Linked DNA regions of Macaca mulatta: region 1 is linked to region 2. Evidence: chromatin contacts called from public Hi-C data. All regions are on one chromosome and are shown on one strand. The core of a region is the stretch at or near the end of the contact, and the rest is flanking DNA. Distances in the headings are between cores, read along the strand shown.

What was found. Hi-C and Micro-C count contacts between places; a contact is called where the count stands out from the background.
Region 1: a Hi-C map of liver shows a contact between it and region 2, with 3 times the contacts expected there. The contact joins the promoter of PUM2 here to the promoter of RHOB in region 2. A contact is called at or near these places in 2 of 14 Hi-C or Micro-C datasets (fetal cortex germinal zone and liver).

The regions. Positions count from the first base shown.
Region 1 is chr13:104,691,588-104,695,969 of T2T-MMU8v2.0, forward strand. It overlaps PUM2 (pumilio RNA binding family member 2), which reads left to right and starts at 2,995. Exons shown (of 21, transcript XM_077960099.1): 1 at 2,995-3,222.
Region 2 is chr13:104,573,257-104,577,713 of T2T-MMU8v2.0, forward strand. RHOB (ras homolog family member B) reads right to left here and starts at 2,009. Exons shown (of 2, transcript NM_001194776.2): 1 at 1,497-2,009; 2 at 1-1,436. The coding sequence starts at 1,625. The coding sequence ends at 1,035.

The DNA.
Region 1 (4,382 bases), core at 1,745-4,244, 120 kb after region 2:
CAGAACCAATTTCTAGCAAGTGGGATGGAATTATTGTGATTGGCTTACTAATGTTTCTCAAACTTTATTGTGTATAGGAATTACCCAGGAATCTTATTAAAATGTAGATTCTGAGTCAGCTGATCTGGCATGGTGCCAAGATTCTGCATTTCTAACAAGTTCCCAGGTGATTAGAATGGCTGTTGGGGTGTCAATTACAATGTCCACCTCAACTACCAAGCACACGAGATATTTACATTAGCTTGAGGAGTCTATTCTTTCATTGTAGGTAAATCTAAAGAGAAGCCAATTATAATCAGAAGTGCTTAATGAGCATGGCAGATTGCAAAGCATATGTGAAGGCACAGAAGCAAGAAACTGCTCACTGTGCATAGAGAATCATGAGCTGGAGAGGAGATAGGGACACAGGCAGAGTCAGATCACTAAAGGGTGGAGCTTTCATCTGTGTCTTGCAGAGCACCAAACGTGTAAGAGATTCTTCATGAAAAAACACCTTCTAGGGTCAAATTTGGTTGGGACACATTGCATATTATGTCCCTCACTTGGATATTTACAATGCATATTTTTATTTTAAAGGCACTAATAAGTCTGGCAGAAAATAAACCTTTTGTCAAATAGAGATAACACCTCATAGGTAATTTGTGGAGCTCAGTTCAAAATGAAAATGAGGGGCCCTTTTGTCAAAAACCACTAAGACTTTCTACATGGTGACATCAGAGCATTAAACCAATCGCAGAACCTTTCTAGACACCCCCTAGGCCTTGTGCAACTGCACAGGTCACGTGTCTGTGCTGAAGCTGGCCTTGCTCATGGGGATATCTGGAACACTAAATGAGACAATGTATGGAAAGTGCTTTGGTGCTTGCATGTTGTAAGCACCAAACAAATAACTATAGCATACACATGGCTTTTAGTAGGACTCTTGGTTGTAACAGAAACTCACTTCATCTAGCTTAAGCAAAGAAGCAGAATTTATTATAAGGATCCAGGAATGTGGTTCAGACTCCAAGGGTAGAGGCAGCCAGCCAGACACAGGAACATGTGACAGAGAGACATTGTCAGCACTCTCCTTTTCTCACTCAATTCCACTCTTTTCTACAGGTTCCCTGTCTTACAGGATGGAACGAGTCTGCCCAAGGGATCCCAGGTCCAAGAGACTTTGGAGGTTGGGGTCTCTTAGTCCTAATTCCATACTCTAAGGGACAGCCTGTGATGGATTTATCTAGTTTCACCCACACTAAGCAACTGTATATAAAGACCCTTCTGCTATTATCAGCTTAATGGAGGGGAAAGGAGAAGGAAAGCAAAATGTGTACACTCCAGTATCTCCCATTCTTACTTGATCGTGAGACATTTCTTAAAGGAATATCTATTAATACTGAACGCAGCACACTAGGGAAATGCTGTCGTGGGTGATGGGGAGCAATGAGATGGTTGAAGCAGAGGCCTGAGCGCCAGGAATTGGATTTGCATTTTAGATAGCAGTGAGCAGAACTGATTGGAGGGAATGAGACTGGAGACAGGAAAGCTGATTAAGAGCCAGCTACAGAAATCCAGACCTGGGAAGCAAGGCTAGTATTAGTGAGGAGGCAGAGGAAGAGACTGTCTCCAGAATTACTTGGGAAGTAAAAATCTGCGAGGCTTGGTAAGTTATTTATATTTGGAGTGGGGGATAAAAGGAAGAGACAAGGATGGTTCTCAGAGGGGTAATTTGGGGAATGAATAGGTGGTGGCACTGCCAACTATAGAGACAGTACAAGAGTGGGGGGTAGGGGATGGGTGTGACTTCAGTTTTTAACATGCTTGGCGACAAGAACATTCAAGTGAAAATATCTAGAAGCCTGCAATATGACTCTAAGGTAGGGGCTTGGGATGGATTTCAATGTCAGACATTTTTCAGTAATAGTTAAAAACCGAAGAGCCCATGTATTCAACAGGCACTTGAGGGCACAGTGTAAAACAAAACACAAGGTCCTTGCCCTCGTGGAGCTCACAGTCGCCCAGGGAATACATACATTAAGCAAAGTATAAGGGAGGTCCTGAATCTTTACGAATTGCAGCATGTCAGGAGAGCCAGGAGCTGTGCAAACCATCAAGAACATATCAGACACGGTGCCTATTACAGCTGTGTGACCTGGAGCAGGTTAGGTTAGAATCCTGGAATCACCACTGCTTTGCACGGGGGGCCAGGACAGCAAGGCAGATTTGGGGTTTCCAACCAGCCTGTAAATCGGGAAGGAAACAGCGCTTGGTACCCGAGAAAAAGAAACAGCCAACGAGTGAGAATCACTGGCCCAGCTCGAGAACGACATGAGTTTCCTTTGTGTGCACCGGGACCAAGCACTGGGGGGCCGACAATTTGCTGAGAGCTGGCTCCACCTGCCTGGGGTGCAAGACGAGAAGAGTGACAGCCCTCTCACGGGGTACAATCTTCTACCTCCAAATGCATCTCCCTCGTCTCGTGCGGAGGTACTGGGTGAAAGCTAAAGGCCTGAATTAACGTCCGGCTCTTGCGGGCGCCAGCACTCCGGAAGCGAAATGCCAGGAGTACCCCAAGGTGGGCGGCGCGGGCGCAGACACCTGCACACCCAGTTGGGGGAAAACAATGAGCAACCGGGTAGGAAGCCGAGAGTGAGAAGATTCAGAAGTCGAGGCCCCACGCGGTAAGACAGTCCAACACAGCGTTTGGCAACAGCACGCCTGCGCTGTCCCAGCCCGGCGCGCGCTCCCGGCGCCGCGGCAGAGCCCAGGAGGGAAACGCGAGCCCGCAAGGTGAGGGCGGGGGAGGGCACGCCGGAGAGGCGGCCGAACACGTGAGAGCGCGGAGAACGTGCGCACGCGCAGGGCGCCCCCGGCCCGCGCGGCAGTAGCGCGGGAGCTGGGACGCAAGGCATTGAAAGGAGCCGCGCCTCGGTGAGAGCTCCCCCTCCCCTTTCTCCCGGGATGCATTGCGCGCGCCCGGTGGGCGGGGGGGAGGGGAGGGGAGGCGGCGGTGGCAGCCATGTTGTTGTGAGTCTCTGTGTCTCACCCTCGGTACTTCGGTGGTTCGTAGGAGGAGGGGGAGGAGAAGGAGGAGGTGGGGTGGGGGGGGAGGGTGGTAGGTGGAGAAAGAAGACATTGCCGCCACCGAAGGCAGAGGAGGGGGAGGACCGCCAAGAGCGACGCCGCCGTGTGCCCAACGGTCGGTGTCCCCGGCTGAGGCAGCGCGGCCGCAGCAGCCCTGTAAGTCAGTCCGCGCTCGCTCTTTCTCCGGTCCTGTGGCGCTGCCGGGGTGGCTCCCTGGGCTTTGTGCGGCGGCGTCGGCGGGAGCCGATCACCAGCGGGAGGGCGGACGGGGCTTGCTGAGTGCCCGGGCCGGTGCGGCCTGTGGCCCGCTCGCACAATGCAGGGGGAGGGGTGCCGGAAGGGGGTGTGCGCGCGCGGCGGAGGGGGCTCCCGTCCGACCGCTTTCCCGCTTCCTTCCCTCCGCTGGGCCGCCGCCTGGGGGGCCTGGGGCGCCGACCCCGTTCTCCCCCAGATTCGGCGGACTGGAGGTTAGAGACTGAGCTGTCGGCCCTGGGTTTCGGAAAGTGGGGGAGAGGCCGGGTGGCCCCAGAGAAGCATGCGGATTGCAAGTGGGTGAAGAGGAAGGAGTGGGTTTATGAAAACAAGTGTGGGCATTTTCAAAGGCCCGAGTGTGTCCGGGAAAAGCTTGCCGTGGACAGATGTAGGTATGAAGCAGTGACTTGGATTCGCCTTGTTTAGGTGATGTTTTACTATAGGAACGGATTTCGATAGAAAAATATGTAACTTGTAACCAAAGACAAGATTAGCGGCTTCTGCTATTTGAGCAGTAGTTTTGTATCTGAATTGGGTCAGATTTTGGGGAAGATGTTTAAAGTTTTGTGCCCAAACACGTGTAAAAGTGTTGTTTCTGAGAACACAGCTAGAGAAAACCTACTTACGGCTTTTTATTCTAACATACGTAAACTTTTGAAAGCATCATGTTAGGACTTAGTACTTCGAGATTTTTACTTGTTGAGAAAACTGGGGGCAGATGTTTGGTGAAGGAAAACATGAGAAAAATGTTTGTACACGCTGAAGAGAAATGTAATACCTGTAAAGGTATTGTATGTCAAGAAAACAGTTTTAATAAAGGGAGTTACCGAAGGATTTTTAAAGCTTGTTTAATGGTTAGATTTCGTGTTTAATAGGTGACTCTTCGCCATGTGACCTGGAGTATTGGAAGATGACTTAAGGAATCCTGTAAAGAAAAAAATAACAAAAATGAATATTTTCGATTTGTTTCTATTCTTAGCCTCCTTTTAACAATGAATTACTTCATTTGCTCAATCATCATGAGTAAATGATGGCATTTTCCGTGCTGCAAGAATTTCTTTAAA
Region 2 (4,457 bases), core at 759-3,258:
TTTCTTCAAGAAAACAAAGCAAAATTTAGTGGATTTCTTTTCCCTCTCCTTGTTAAAAGTCATTTTTTAAAAACATCAGAAGTAGATGAGGTTACAGCGTACAAGTGTGGTCAGAATGCTACTGTCTTATGCAAATGACGAGAGCATTAAGTGTCAAACAATGAAACAATTGTGCAAAGAATTTAAAAAAAAACAAATTTTAGCCTTTAAATAAATCAAATAACATCATTTTCTTGGACTGAACAATTTTCACTTGTAGGACAGGCACAAAGTTCGCTTATGGCAAAAACAATCCCACAGCGCACCCTCCCTCCTCCCGCTGGTGGCTGGTGGAGGCTCGCAGGGGGGGCTGGCCCGAAGGAGAGGCTGTGCTGGAAGCTGTGTCCTCCCCAAGTCAGTTGCAAATGTCTTCCCCAGGGGTCGGAAAGATGGCCAAGTCCTGTTCATGCTTAGACGGGAGTCTGGCCCAGCCTGGGCCAGAGCGCTCACCCGTCACCACCATTAAATAACACCATCTTAGCTCCGAAAATAAAATTATATCTATATTTATATAACATTCCCCATCCTCCCCAGCCCTCCCCTCCCCCAGTACCCGGGGTCTATGTTACAGACAAGGGATATCAGGCGCCCGCTGGTGAAGGGCGAACATCTGATGGGGCGCGGCCACACTCCCGCGCCAATCTCGCCCCCGGGGATCAGAGGCGGGGGTGGGGTGAAAATGGGGCAAAGGGAGTCGAACAGACACACAGCCACACACTCTGAGGCCTGGCTCTTCAGAAAAGCATGCTCAGGGGACCCTTGGCACTCAGCGGGGAGCCCAGGCCTGTGCAACACAGCTGGACGCACAGACACTGGGAAGGGGGCGCCCGGTGCCCACGCCGAATCCTGGCGCGAGCCAGAGGCGCCAGCAGACAGATGCCAGGCAGTCCGGTGGGGTCCTTGTGGGACACGAGTCTCCCCTTCTCCGGGCTCGTGGGGGACTGGTCCAGGAGGGGGAGCCGCGCCGGCAGGGGCAGGCGCGACGGGCGCGGCCCTCATAGCACCTTGCAGCAGTTGATGCAGCCGTTCTGGGAGCCGTAGCGCTTCTGCAGCGCGGCGCGCGTGGCCGTCTCGAACACCTCGCGCACGCCTTCCTTGGTCTTGGCCGAGCACTCGAGGTAGTCGTAGGCTTGAATGCGCACGGCCATGGCGCGGCCGTCATCCGTGCGCACTGGTTCCTGCTTCATGCGGGCCAGCTCTGTGCGGACATGCTCGTCGCTGCGCAGGTCTTTTTTGTTGGCCACCAGGATGATGGGCACGTTGGGGCAGAAGTGCTTCACCTCGGGCACCCACTTCTCGGGGATGTTCTCCAGCGAGTCCGGGCTGTCCACCGAGAAGCACATGAGGATGACGTCGGTGTCCGGATAAGAGAGTGGCCGCAGACGGTCGTAGTCCTCCTGGCCCGCCGTGTCCCACAGCGCCAGCTCCACCTGCTTGCCGTCCACCTCGATATCGGCCACATAGTTCTCGAAGACAGTGGGCACGTACACCTCGGGGAACTCGTCCTTACTGAACACGATCAGCAGGCACGTCTTGCCACACGCGCCGTCGCCCACCACCACCAGCTTCTTGCGGATGGCCGCCATGAGCGGGCCGGGCCCGGGCAGCAGGAGGGGGCCCGCGAACGCCTCGCTGCCGTCCCGCTCGCCGCTCACTGCTCACCTCGGGCTGGGCGCAGGGGGCGAGGGTCGCTAGCTGCACTCGGGCCCCGCGGTGGCGCGTTCTCTCACTGAGCTCCGGCTGCCGCGGCGGGGGCGGTGGGGGCGCGGGGGCATAAGGCGCACCGTGCGTCTAGCCGCGCTGCTCCCGGGCGGTGGTCGCTCTGCTAGCCCCGGGGCGGGAGTCGGCGGCTTTGTGCGTAACGCGGGCTCGGGCGGCAGACTCGGCCTAGCTCCCTCCCGGGTCTCTCCCGGCCTCGCCGAGCATACAAGAGAGCGAACAAGTCCAAACAGACTGCGGTGGCAGATGAGGGCTGCGGCCCTAGCGCCCGCTATTTAAAGAGTCCGGCCACTTTCTTAATATAGCCGTCCAATGGGAAACGAGCCGGCTGAGCTCATCGCTGCGGATCTTGGCTCTGATTGGCCGCCCGCTGCAGCCCGAGGGCGGGGCAGGGCCAGCTTGATTGACGGCCCAGGGCGCCGGGCTGGGAGAGGCAGCGACCCGAGAGTCTGCGCCGCTGCTGGCGCTGCGGGGCTCTAGCGGCACCGGGGTCCCCTTCTTCGCCGCAGCGTCTGCGCGCGGATTCCCGGAGCTGCCTGGAGCCTACAGGGTCTGGGCGAGCGGTTCCGAAACAGGCGGCACTCAGTGGGGCGTTGGCGACTCCCATTCAGAATTGCCCCTCTTCCTGGCAAACTCCCGGCGGTGGTTGGACCTGTGGGGGAGGGGGTTTTGCTCTTTTAACGTGGTTTTGTTTTTGAATAAACACACACACACACACCACACACTTTTGTTTCCAAACAAAAGTGTTTTCTCCTTTCTTTTGGAGGCGGCCCCTCCTGTGGTCTAGGGCCCCACCCGGGTACTCGCCCTGGGCCAGCCTCGGGTTTGGACCCGAGAGGCGACCGGCTGGCTGCAAACTGGCTCTTCCAAGTCCCGCCGCCCCCACCCTTCCCAACCCCCAGCTTAGGTCTCTAGGTGAAGATTAAGGGAAGAGGTGCGGAGTGGCGGAGCCTGACAATGGAAAGGAAAGGTCGAAGCTGGAACACTTGGAGGAAGTTACTGGGCAGGGAGAAGCCCCCTCGGCCCCGCTCTTCACAATGAAGTCTGATCCCGGTTCTTAAAACAGAGAACTGTCTGAGATAAATTGTACAACAGAATATACAGTATTGTACAATAGCATGTACAATATTCTGGGTTCAATAGAATCCAACCACCCCAAGACCCGTGAGCGGGCGAAAAGGCTCGAGGCTGGGGAAGACGGGCGGGGTAAGGGGCTAACAAATGGGGCACAGCGGGTTAGTGGGTGTCCCCTCTAGTGGGGCGCCAGATCCCTAGTCTCCTGATGCACACTAGGACTGAACTCATTTATCCTATAGATCCTGCAGGAGATGACAGTACCTGTGATCCTGAAAGACCCTAGTCAACCGATTTCTACGGATAAAAGAGGAAGAAGGGGGTAGGGGGAAAGGAGGAAAGGGGAGTCGGGGAGGGCTCCCGGGAAGGAGAAACAGCCTGAACACAAGCAGGAAGGTGGGAAGGAGTAGGGCACACTCTAGGAGCTGCGTATGCTGGGGTTCATGAGCGCTAAAGCATTAACTGCAAGGGGTGGGCTCTGTCCATCCATTGCAGGGGAAATGTATGCAGACTGTTTTTTCATCTGAGGAAGGACCCACCACATCACCGGGAGGTTGTTGCCTCCTGTCTCCATCTCTGCCTCGCTCTCTGTGAGTTGTTGGAGGGCCAGGATTCTGTCTTATCTCCACATCTTGAAGACCCAGCACAATGCCTGGCATTTACAAGAATCAGTACATGACTGTGGAGAATTAACCCCAATGCTCAGAAACGCAGGTAGATCTTTCTGGGGGTTTCTTACCTGAGTTCCACGTTTTGCTTTAACAATTATCTAACCAGGCTCACGCCTGTGATCCCTGGGCCTGGGAGACCCAGGCTGGAGGATTTCTTGAGCTCAGGAGGTCACGACCAGCCTGGGCAACATGACAAAACCCCGTCCCTGTCCCTGAGAAAAATAAAATGGGATGGGGTGGGGAGGAGAGTGGCCTGCGCCTATAATCTCAGTTACTCAGGAGGCTGAGGTGGGAGGATTGCTTGAGGCCAGGAGGGCAAGGCTGCGGTGAGCTATGGTTGCAACACCCCACTCCAGCTTGGGTGACAGGGTGAGACCCTGGGTCAAAAAAAATAAAAAAATAAAAACATTTAAAAGCATCATCTAAGCAAACCCATGCAGCCAGCTGTGACTGAACCCCGGTGTTTTCACATGTAATTCATATGTTAGGAGGTAGGTCCCCGTATGGCTCCACAGATGAAATCAGATCAAATAAGGCAGTAGTGCTGCTAAGCCTAGAGCCCTTCCTAGAGGGAACGTCTTATTTAGACGACCGGAAGTGCTGTGCTTCCCTCAGACTGGATTTGCATCACTACAACAAGAAGTCAACTAGTTGGGTTTTTTTTTTTTGGCCGGTGAGGGTGGGGACGGGGTGGTTGTTTTTGTTTTTCAGATCTAAGGAACTGATCTGTCAGCAAGTAAATAGTTTTTCTGCTCATTGATTTGGGGATGCAATCTGGAAGCTTTTATTTTTTTTTTTTTTTCCTATTAGAAAAATCTTATTTACACAAATTTTTCTTCTTTTAGTCAAAACCTTTTATAGCTGTATTGTTAATGCCGCTTTCCTTGGTCTTAATATAGCTTGGGAATCTTGGCTATGTCCTTAAACTTCAATTACTAAGAAACATGAAACAAA